Linked DNA regions of Gossypium hirsutum: all the other regions are linked to region 1. The links are chromatin contacts, called in public Hi-C maps. All regions are on one chromosome and are shown on one strand. Each heading gives the region's core, a stretch centred on a gene start, on an enhancer-like site or on the middle of the called end of the contact. The rest is flanking DNA. Distances are from core to core; before and after follow the strand shown.

The links. A called contact is a pair of places that touch in the nucleus more often than the background predicts.
Region 2: a contact with region 1 is called in a Hi-C map of leaf, with 1.9 times the contacts expected there. The contact joins the promoter of LOC107950408 here to the promoter of LOC121215392 in region 1. A contact is called at or near these places in 3 of 34 Hi-C or Micro-C datasets (all in leaf).
Region 3: a Hi-C map of leaf shows a contact between it and region 1, with 2.5 times the contacts expected there. The contact joins the promoter of LOC107941232 here to the promoter of LOC121215392 in region 1. A contact is called at or near these places in 2 of 34 Hi-C or Micro-C datasets (both in leaf).

The regions. Positions count from the first base shown.
Region 1 is chrD03:6,062,592-6,066,187 of Gossypium_hirsutum_v2.1, reverse strand. LOC121215392 reads left to right here and starts at 1,977. Exons shown (of 4, transcript XM_041089848.1): 1 at 1,977-2,497; 2 at 2,637-2,855; 3 at 3,007-3,064. The coding sequence starts at 1,977.
Region 2 is chrD03:5,800,489-5,803,839 of Gossypium_hirsutum_v2.1, reverse strand. LOC107950408 (GPI ethanolamine phosphate transferase 2) reads left to right here and starts at 1,780. Exons shown (of 17, transcript XM_016885250.2): 1 at 1,780-2,023; 2 at 2,150-2,243; 3 at 2,357-2,401; 4 at 2,502-2,669; 5 at 2,918-3,002; 6 at 3,099-3,205; 7 at 3,299-3,351. The coding sequence starts at 1,899.
Region 3 is chrD03:6,402,781-6,406,268 of Gossypium_hirsutum_v2.1, reverse strand. It overlaps LOC107941232 (glutathione hydrolase 1), which reads left to right and starts at 1,518. Exons shown (of 7, transcript XM_041089682.1): 1 at 1,518-1,650. The coding sequence starts at 1,635.

The DNA.
Region 1 (3,596 bases), core at 728-3,227:
GCGGGTTTATCTCTTGATGAAGAAGAAAAAGAGATCCTGCAAGCACAAGGTGACTCAGATTTAATTAATAATGAAGAATCTCTTAGTTTGGTTGGTTGTTTTCTTACAGCCAGTATCATCCATTATCCAGCAATGAAAAGCACAATGGCTAATCTTTGGCATCCGGTCAAGGGTGTTCAAATTAGAGATCTGGGAAAAAAGGTACTCGTTTAAGTTTTTCCATGTTATTGACATGGAAAGAGTTATTAAAGGGGCTCCTTGGGCATTCATTAATCATCTACTAATTTTACACAAGTTACAAGGGGGAAGATCCACTAAAAGTTCCTCTAACCTCATCACCTTCTTGGGTTCAAATACATGATGTGCCTATAGGGTTTTATTCTAATAAATTAGCGATGCAGTTAGGGAATTTTATTGGAATTTTTCAAGAATACGATGGATCTAGTTTGGGGAAAGAAAATATGAATTTCATGAGGATAACAGTTCAAGTTGACGTTCGGCACCCTCTCAAAAGGAAAAAGCAGGTTATGTTTAAAAACAAGTGCTCTTATGTTAGATTTAAGTACGAAAGATTGACTCTTTTTTGTTTCTACTGTGGCCGTCTTGGACATAGTGACTCCTTTTGTGAGGAAAAAATGGAGGCAAGGGTTGAAGTTGATGTGATGGGATGGGATTTATCTCTGCGTGCACAATCAAGAAGAGCCCAAGCAATGAGGAGTGTATGGTTACGGGAGGAAGGAGGTTCTGGGGGAGGAATGAGTGGAGGAAATAATGAAAGGGGAAACGTAGGAACTTTTACGGGAAGTGTTGATCCTATCTTAGGTTTTAATCTAGAAGGTAATGGGTTCTCCTCACAAATAGAAAGGGTTAGACCTTTAAATGATTATAGTCAAATGGCTATAGAACAGGAGTTGGAGAATGAGATGATTATTGGAGAAGAGGGAAAAAAGAGAGGGAGAAAGGATATTGAGAATAGTAGGGAGATGGAAGGGAGAGATAGGAAAGTACAAGGATTCAATCATTTATTATCGGCGGCTGTCAAGAGGCAAGCCGACCGATCGCAATGAAAATACTAAGTTGAAATGTCTGAGGTTTGGGGAATCCTGGAACAGTTCATCGACTTCGACACTCGCTGAAGAAACACTATCCCCTAGTGATCTTCTTAATGGAGACAAAAATAAACAAAAAAGAATGAAAAAAATTCGAAGAAGTTGTGGATTTCACTTTGGAATTGATGTGGATTCAATTGGATCTAGAGGAGGACTTTGTTCAGCATGGAGAAAGAACGCTAGTATTGCACTACAGAGTTTTTCAAATAGACATATTGCTGTGATCATTGAGGAAGAATGAGATGGAGAAAAGTGGATATTTACAGGTTTTTATGGTTCCCTTATTCATATGATAGGGAGGAATCATGGAACTTGTTGCGACAATTAAGAAACCAAGGAGATGACCCATGGCTGGTTTGTGGGGATTTTAATGAAATCTTATATAATTTCGAGAAGAAAGGTGGTCTACCTAGAGAAGAAAAAAGAATGGAAGCATTTCAGAAGGCCTTGGAAGACTGTTGTTTAGTGGATTTGGGTTATTCAGGTAGGAGGTTTACGTGGGAGAAGGGAAATTTGCCAGAATCTAATATCCAAGAAAGATTAGACAGAAGAGTGGCAATAGAATGATAGAGTGATTTATTTCCAAATTTTCTTATTCAACACCTCCCTCATTCTTTCTCAGACCATTGTCCACTTCTCATTGATACGGATCAGAGAGTTAGAAGGATAGCATATCAGAGGTTCAGGTTTGAAGCATGGTGGATTTTGGAAGATACTTTCTTGGATGAGACTAAAAGTATTTGAGAAAACTCAACAGGAGACCTTATGCAGAAGCTGGAAAATTTAAAACGAGGGTTACAAAGGTCGAGTGTCCAGTTCCAACAGAATAAAAGGATGACAAACGAGGTCTTATTGTCAAAATTAGAAATGTTGCTTGATGCAGATAGAAGTGAGAACTTGGCAGAGATTATTGACACAAAAATCCATCTGAACTTAGAAATTGAAAAGGATGAAAGCTATTGGGAGCAGAGGGCTAGAATTAATTGGTTAAAAATGGGAGACAGAAATACAAGTTTCTTTCATAAACAAGCATCGCAACGAAGGAGGCAAAACAGAATCCACAAGTTGCAGGGTGAAGATGGCAGGGCAACTGAAGAATGGAAGAATATGGAGGAAATTGCCAGATCGTACTTTTTACGATTGTTTTCAACAGGAGGGCAACATAACTTTGAGAATATCTTGACAGGTATTAGAAGGTGTATTTCTGAGGAAGATAACATTAAACTTAATGCAAGGTTCACAAAAGATGAAATTCGGGAAGCTCTTTCAGGAATGGGGCCTGCAAAAACACCGGGAGAGGATGGTTTCCTAGCCTTATTCTATCAAAAGTGTTGGTCAATTGTTGGGGATGACATCTCCAATTTTTTGTCTCCAAAGATTAAACGAAGGTATAGAGTTCCAATCAATTAATAAAACAAATATTGTGCTCATCCCAAAAATCCAAAATCCCTCGAGCGTTACCCATTTTAGACCTATTAGTTTATGTAATGTGATTTACAAACTGATTGCTAAAGTCATTGCGAATAGGCTACGAGGGTTAATTCATAAATGTATTGATTTAGCTCAGAGTGCTTTTGTTCCAGGAAGGCTGATTTCTGATAATGTGTTACTTGCTTATGAAATTCTGCACACTTTGAAACTGAAGAGATTGGGGAAAAAAGGATTCATGGCTCTTAAACTGGACATGAGTAAGGCATATGATAGGGTTGAATGGGAGTTTGTTAGAGGAGTAATGGAAAAAATGGGGTTTGACCCATGATGGATTGATTTAGTACTGACTTGTGTCTCTTCAGTCTCTTACTCTGAGTTTCAATGGAAATATCGGTCAAACGTTTCTCCCATCGAGAGGTCTTAGGCAAGGGGATCCTCTAAGTTCATTTTTATTCCTTATTTGTAGAGGACTCTCAAGTCTAATGAGGTTAGCACAAGAGGAAAATGTTTTGAAAGGTGTTAAAGTAAGTCGAAGATGGCCGACTATCTCCCATTTATTATTTGCAAATGATTGTATTTTATTTGCTGAAGCTACAGATAGGGGAGCACATTCATTAAAACAGATACTGCAAGAATACGAGACAAGTTCTGGGCCCCGTGTGAATTTTGAAAAATCGACTTTTTTCTTCAGTACTAATACAAAAGAGAGTGAAAGGAGTGTTGTTTCACAGATCCTTGGAGTTAGAAGAGCTAATGATTTTGAGCAATATCTAGGACTTCCTAGTATGGTGGGGAAAAGAAAGAGATTATCTTTTCAAAACTTGAAAGATAGACTCAAGAAAAAATCAACACTTTATTAGATATCTCTCACAAGGAGGAAAGGAAGTGTTTATCAAGGCAGTTCTACAAGCTATCCCAACATACTCGATGGCTTGTTTCCTACTCCCTAAGACGCTCTGTACAGATTTGGATAGAATAATAGCCAACTTCTGGTGGCAAGAGACTTAATAAAAAAGCTATCCACTGGTGCGCTTGGAAGGATTTATTTCTATTAAA
Region 2 (3,351 bases), core at 531-3,030, 260 kb after region 1:
TTCAACATGTTCCCATATCAATTTTAAACCCCGCAATTCAGGATGCTGACATGACTTGCTTCAGCAAATGAAACATTTTGGTCCAATGTATGTTGGGCAATGGCTAATGTAAAAGGTGGATGAATATAACAATTTCTCCTTTAAGAATAACAAGAAAAGTCCACACCTTAGCATGGTAACCAATAGCCAATTCACTGCTAGCAATGATTGAGCATAAGACATCTTTTCTTGTTTATTAATCTTCTTTTAATATCGTTTCCATCTATTGATATAAGAAAAGAGAGAGAGTAAATTTTTTATATATTAGTGATTATTTACTTAGGTGGTATATAAAAAAATGGTGTTACATTAGTGGTGGAAGGTTAATTCTCAATTTACTTCTGATAAAAAAAAAGTTAAATGGAATAAAAGCGTAAAAGTTCAAGGATAATTTGTTATTTTTCTTATATATAAGCATTTAGGGAGTTTAATAAAGACTATTTTTATCATTCATTTAATAATTATACCGCAGGTTATTCTAAAATAATGTTATTTCTATTTTGGTCCCTCTAAATTTTTTTGTCAATTTAATCACTCTAATTATGATAATTGCTCAAATTGGTTATTGCCATTAAAATTTTCATTAATCTATTAACGAATTGCTAACATGATTTTTTTTTTTACTTTTGATTGATGTTAAGTACCCTTATAACTAGTCCAAAATACTATTTTTAATTAGTTTTCATTGCTTGTTTGATAATTTCTGGACAGTTTTTTTTGTTTGGTATCATATGAGCTTTTAGAAAAATAACTAAAATCCAACACTTGTTTCCCAACTTCATTAATCCCAGTATTATAGACTCCTAGTGGATTCTCTTGTAGAAGGTGATTGCTTTCTGTCACCTTTCAAGCTCTTGTTCGGGTTCCGATGAAGGCGATGGTTGCTTTCGTTTAAGTTTATACTTTTCTGATACCTTTTCAAGCTCTTCTTTTTCGGGTTTAGCAATCTGCTTTTCGCGTTCCAATGACTGTGATGGTGGCTTTCGTTTAAGCTTATAGCTTTCTGTCACCTTTTCAAGCTCTTCTTCTTCGTGTTTATTCCTTTTGTTACTATTTTTTTTTTCGATGACGGTCATTTTTGTAGAAGTTTATAGTTTTCTTTCACTGTTTCCTTTTTCAAATTGATTATGGTAGTATGATAGTGGCTGATTTAGATTCATATGGAACTCCAAAAGATGATCAAAATCTTCCCCAAAAGCTAAATGTTCTCAACTAGGAAAAGTTAAGCATTGGAGAAAAAAAAAGAGAGTTTTGGATTAATTATTAAGAGATCCCTAAATTTAGTCAAAAGTAAAAAAAATATCACATCAATAGTCCGTTTAGGGAATTAAAGGAATTTTTACAGGATGATTAATTCGAGCAATTATCTTAATTAGAGTAATTAAATTGACAACAAAAATTAAGGTGACCAAAATAAGAATGGCGCTATTTTAGGATGATATGTGTTGTAGTTTACCCTTCCTCTAATGCACATGGATTACTTTACCTATTTTTCAATATAGGGATCAAAATGTAATTCAAGATATAATATAAGGATTGTTATGGTAGTTTTACCTCTATAATACTCAAGCTAATCGCTAGATCGATGATGAAATACTTAAATTGATTCATTATTAATACCTTAATGATTCAATTAAAACGTTTCAGAGTTTGTATACCAATTTACAATCGGGACCATAATTTGAGGATATCAATTGGAATTAACCCTTTTAAAATCGAAAAGTATGTTCAAATCTTGCATTGGCTCTCAGGCTCAGCTAATGCAAATCTGTTCATCCCCCTTTCCGTTTCTGAATTCCACTCTATTGATTTAAGGAAATTAGGGTTTTTGAACGTTTCCTAATTCAAAATCCTAAAAGATGGCGCCTCTGACTTGCACCAAACTGTCTTTAATCACCATAGCCGGAGTCGTAACTCAAGTCATCGGCCTTTCCTTTTTCGTCTTCGGCTTTTTCCCGGTAAAACCGGCTCTTCCCGGCACCAGGTAAACACTTTGTTTCATTCGAAAACGAAAGAATATCTCATTTTCAATTTGAAATCAGATCACAATTCTAAACAATTCAATTCAATTTTTTCTTTTTTTGTTTTAAATGTTTTGCTTTATCTTCAGTGGTTCGGAGAGTTTTTACGTGCCGGCATGCGACTTCGTTAGCAATCAAAGCGACACGACCTTGCCGTCCGATCAACTCAAATCATTATATCAAGTTCGTTCTAATAGAGTTTTTAATCTAAAATAAATGAAAATAAATAAATAAACGAACCGTGCCTTTCCAATTGCTTTGAAATTCTGAAGACCGTTCTTTTTTCTGTGACTTAGGAATTGTCGGGGATTCCTCCTTCGTTTGATAGACTTATTTTAATGGTAAGTTAGTTTTAGTTAGTTAGTTGCTTAGTTTGTTTCTGTTTAAAGGGTTAATTTGAGTTTTTGTTGTATAATTTACAAGGAGTTTAGTTTAGTGTAGATTGTAGACGGTCTTCCAGCAGAATTCGTGTTTGGAAAAGATGGGAAACCGCCTAATAAGCAATTTAAGGAGGCAATGCCTTATACTCAGTCATTGCTAGCCAGTGGATCGGCTATTGGTTACCATGCTAAGGCTGCCCCTCCTACTGTAACAATGCCTCGATTAAAGGTGTGGACTTTTCTGATTGTTCCTAAAGGAGAAATTGTTACATATATCCATCCTATCACATTAGCTGTTGCGCAGCATGCATGGGGCCACAAAATTTCATTTGCTTGAACAAGTCATGCCAGCATCCTGAATTGTTTGGTTTGCAACTGATATGGAAACAACTAATCTAACTCCTTTTAAAAATATATGAAGTTATATGTTTTTCTGGAATATGGTTTTGGCCTCACGGTGTTAGCTTGTGATTGTAGGCTATGGTCTCTGGTGCAATTGGTGGATTCTTGGATGTAGCATTCAATTTTAACACACAGGCTATGACAGATGACAATCTTCTTGGTTAGATTTAAAGTTACCTTGATGTTCTGTAATGCAAGAGTACGTTTTACTTTTAATGGATCTATTGAGGGGCTTCATTATTCACTCATATGGCAGGTCAGTTTTTCAAGATTGGCCGGAAAATGGTGATGCTCGGTGATGAAACATGGCTTAAGTTGTTTCCTGGGTTATTCAAAAGGCATGATGGTGTTAGCAGCTTCTATGTATTTCTCATTCTTGGCATGCAGTGTTTTATCTTTATCTGTAAAAATTATGTGAGCAGATTCCTGACTTTACATAATTTGTTATTGATACAGGTGAAGGATACTGTGCAAGTAGATCAAAATGTTTCGCGACATTTGGGAGATGA
Region 3 (3,488 bases), core at 269-2,768, 340 kb before region 1:
GATTTATCTTATGCTAAAACCATAATAAGCTCCATTTCTCCAAGTTACAGTATACGAAACTACGATCATTACAGTTTACAAAATCCGACCATTCTTATGAAATTTTGGCTTGTGGAAGAAATCAACTTATGGGAGGAAATGCTAAAATGCTAAAATCCTACGATCGTTACCCATTACTACTTTAAAATGCTAAAATTTTGGCTTGTGGAAGAAATCAACTTATGAAATTGTTAAAACACAACAGATATTGAGGTAAAGAGAACCGGAGGGGGAGAGACAACCGGATGGAGATATAGAGCCGTCGCTGCGTTAGGATTTGAAATTAAATTTGGGGTTTGTGTTTTGGGAGGAAGGACGATGGTGTTGGGTATAGTGAAGGTTTTAGCGACGATTGCACTTGAAAACGTCACTGAAACAAAAGGGCAGCTTAAATGAACATTTATGTTTAGCGGCGTTTTTATGTGGAAAATGCAAGTAAAAGTAAATAACTAGACTTTTGACGATGTTTGACTTGATGTATTCGCGGGGTTTAGGCATTAAATGCTGGAACAAAATTTGGTTGCATCATGTCACATCTTTTATAAGTGAAGCGTTGTTAGTGTAATAAAAGTATTGAATCTACTCTATTTACCTGATAGTTAGGATGTTTATTGTCTCAGGTGTAGTATAGATTTGAATCGTGTTAATGGCTTGTTGTTAGAGTTTTCCTTTTTTTTTTGTAATTCATAAAAAAAAAGAAAAAAAATCTTGTATGGTTATATCTTCATTATTGTACCTAGTGAGAGATTTTGGACGAAAACAAACATGCCTTCACTTCAGCCCCAATTAAAAGTAAAATCCATGGCAACAATTAAAGCTATTCACATTTTATGTTGGGTTGATTATTTGTTTTTATATTATAGAGTAAAATTTTAAAAATTAAAATATACTCTAAGTAGGATTTTCAAAACTGAACCAGTGGTCGAACTAATTAGGCCACTGGGTCAATTGAATAAATCATTAAAAAGTATTTAAAAATAAAAACCACTTTAATCGTTTTTTTAACTTAGCTCAACCGGTCTGTACTGGTTTGCATGTTAACTACTTTGATGCTTCTCTTTAGACCGATACCTTGATTGGTTCAAACAACCGTGACTCTAGATTTCTACACTTCATATATTTGGAATTTAGTTCTCTTACTTTTATTTTTAAGAATTTGGTCTCTTTGCTTTTTGGATTTATAAATCTACTTTCAAAGTATATATAATCACATAACATTTTAATTGAAAAGTTAACGATATTATCTATTTGAAGTAATTAATTACATTATAAAAATATTAAACTAATTAATAAAATTTTAACAACATAGAGACCAAATTATGTTAGAAATTAAAGTATAAGGATAAATCCAAAATTTAAGCATATTAAAAGGACCAATATTGAAAATTAACCACTTTTATAAAATGTAAAAAGAAAATGAAAAAAATGAACGAGGGTGTGCGCCATATGTAGCATGAGGAAGATACTTTGGACTTTAATTCAATATATATGTATAGATTAAAGGAGGGTGAATAAAGTGGTGGTGCCAAACCATCTAGGAGGGGAAGGAAGATAAGGTATCATTAATGCTTTGAAGTACAACACAATTTTTGGAAATGTTCAAAATCTACTGTAAGTGCTTCTCAACCAAAACAAATGTTTTCTTTGTTCTATTTTCATTTAACTATATTTTATTTGTTTCCCTTAGAAACAACAATTCTTACTTCTCATATAGCATCATCAACTCCAGTTCCTTCAGTACCTGTAACTCCACCAACAAGTGTATCAACTTTGGTAGAACTAGATCCTACAACTTCAACAATAGCATTGATGCTAGCAAGAATTATAGTTTAGGTAAGCCTCCAAAAACAAGTTAGACCCTCTTCACATGTTCCTATAGAATTGATTCAAAACTTTGTAGGATTGTGGGATATTATCCTCTAGAAACAAGTCTCCAGCAAAACCATTGAATGCAACAACATATGTTGAGGTAAATGATGATTGTTTTCATTGTTTGACTTGCATAAATAACACCTGATATGTATGTATGTGTAGGGTTTTTTTATTGTCTCTCTATACAAAACAAAAACTACTTCGTTACAGTGATCAACTCCTTCAACTGAATAAGGTATTTCAATAGACCATTCCCCACCTACTTCAACCAAACCAATAGATACTAGCAAGACTTACTAAGAGGGGGAAGCAGATAATGTAGGGAATGAGAGTTTACACCAATGCAATAAATTGAAAAATTCCATAGCACATTCCAATGTTCACATCAATGCATAATATGCCATTAATCAAAATCTTTGGTAATATTAAACCAAATTGCTAACAGAAAATGTATAACAAAAGCATAATCCAAGTGACAAATATAATAGTTCTTTTTTGAGATGGTTGACAGGTATCTCATCGTCTTCTTTTTTAACCGCATAGCTTCCATTTGCATAGTTTAGAATTCCTTATTATTAGCCAATTGTTGTGGCTGATTGTTGTTAATTCCCAATTGCCTATTCTTTGTTAGTAACATATTGTGTTGATGAATTAAACAATAACGTTCCATTGTTTTGTTGTTTCGCTCTTCTCAAAAAACGAAATATAAATTAACAACAGTACTAAACCTATTTCAACAATAAACTCAATTACTTTTACGCAACTTCAATAAAAACTTCAAACATCAATAATTTCCCAACAAACAATTTTCAACAAATTTAACAATCGAGATATAATCTCATAATTCAACATCAATTTAAACATAAAAAAAAGTTATATCCACCATAAGCCCCAAACTTTATAAACAGTAATTTCACAAACTATAAATCTTGTATTACTACTCATTCTCATCTCACAAATCATAATACCCAAATAAAAATTTCTCAACAAAAAACAAAAAAGAAGACGAATATTAATCCAAAAAATTTTCTTCTCTTATTCCACAAAGCGTTGAAGTTGCATGTTAAAGCTCTCAACCCACAATAACAATAATTGAATATTTATCCTTACTAGTTTTTGAGTTTGAGATGGATGAAAAAAGACATTTTTTAGTTTACTATTCTTATGGTCTAGGGTTAGATCACTTAATGATTTATTTCTAGTTATGATGGGTTTTCAATCTCTTCAAGTTATGGGTTTAGAAATCATTTTGAATTATGGGATTTTATAGCAATGTTTTTAGGGTATCAATTGTGGGTTTTGAAGTCAATGGTGTTTGAGGAGAAAATGGAATATCATGATCAAGAAAATGGAACTTAGGATCTTTAGTAAAATTAGGTTAGATTTTCCTTTAGGGGTAAATGTATATCGAATAAATTATTTTTTCCTCTTTGAACTAGTGTTAAATACATTTATTTCACAACTATTTTAAAGACCTATATGGTAGTCAAGTAAGCCAAAATATGTTTTGTAGGATTTAATATAGTTCCATGTGATGTCGATTGAGTCTTAATTTGATTGGTATTAGTATTGTTATT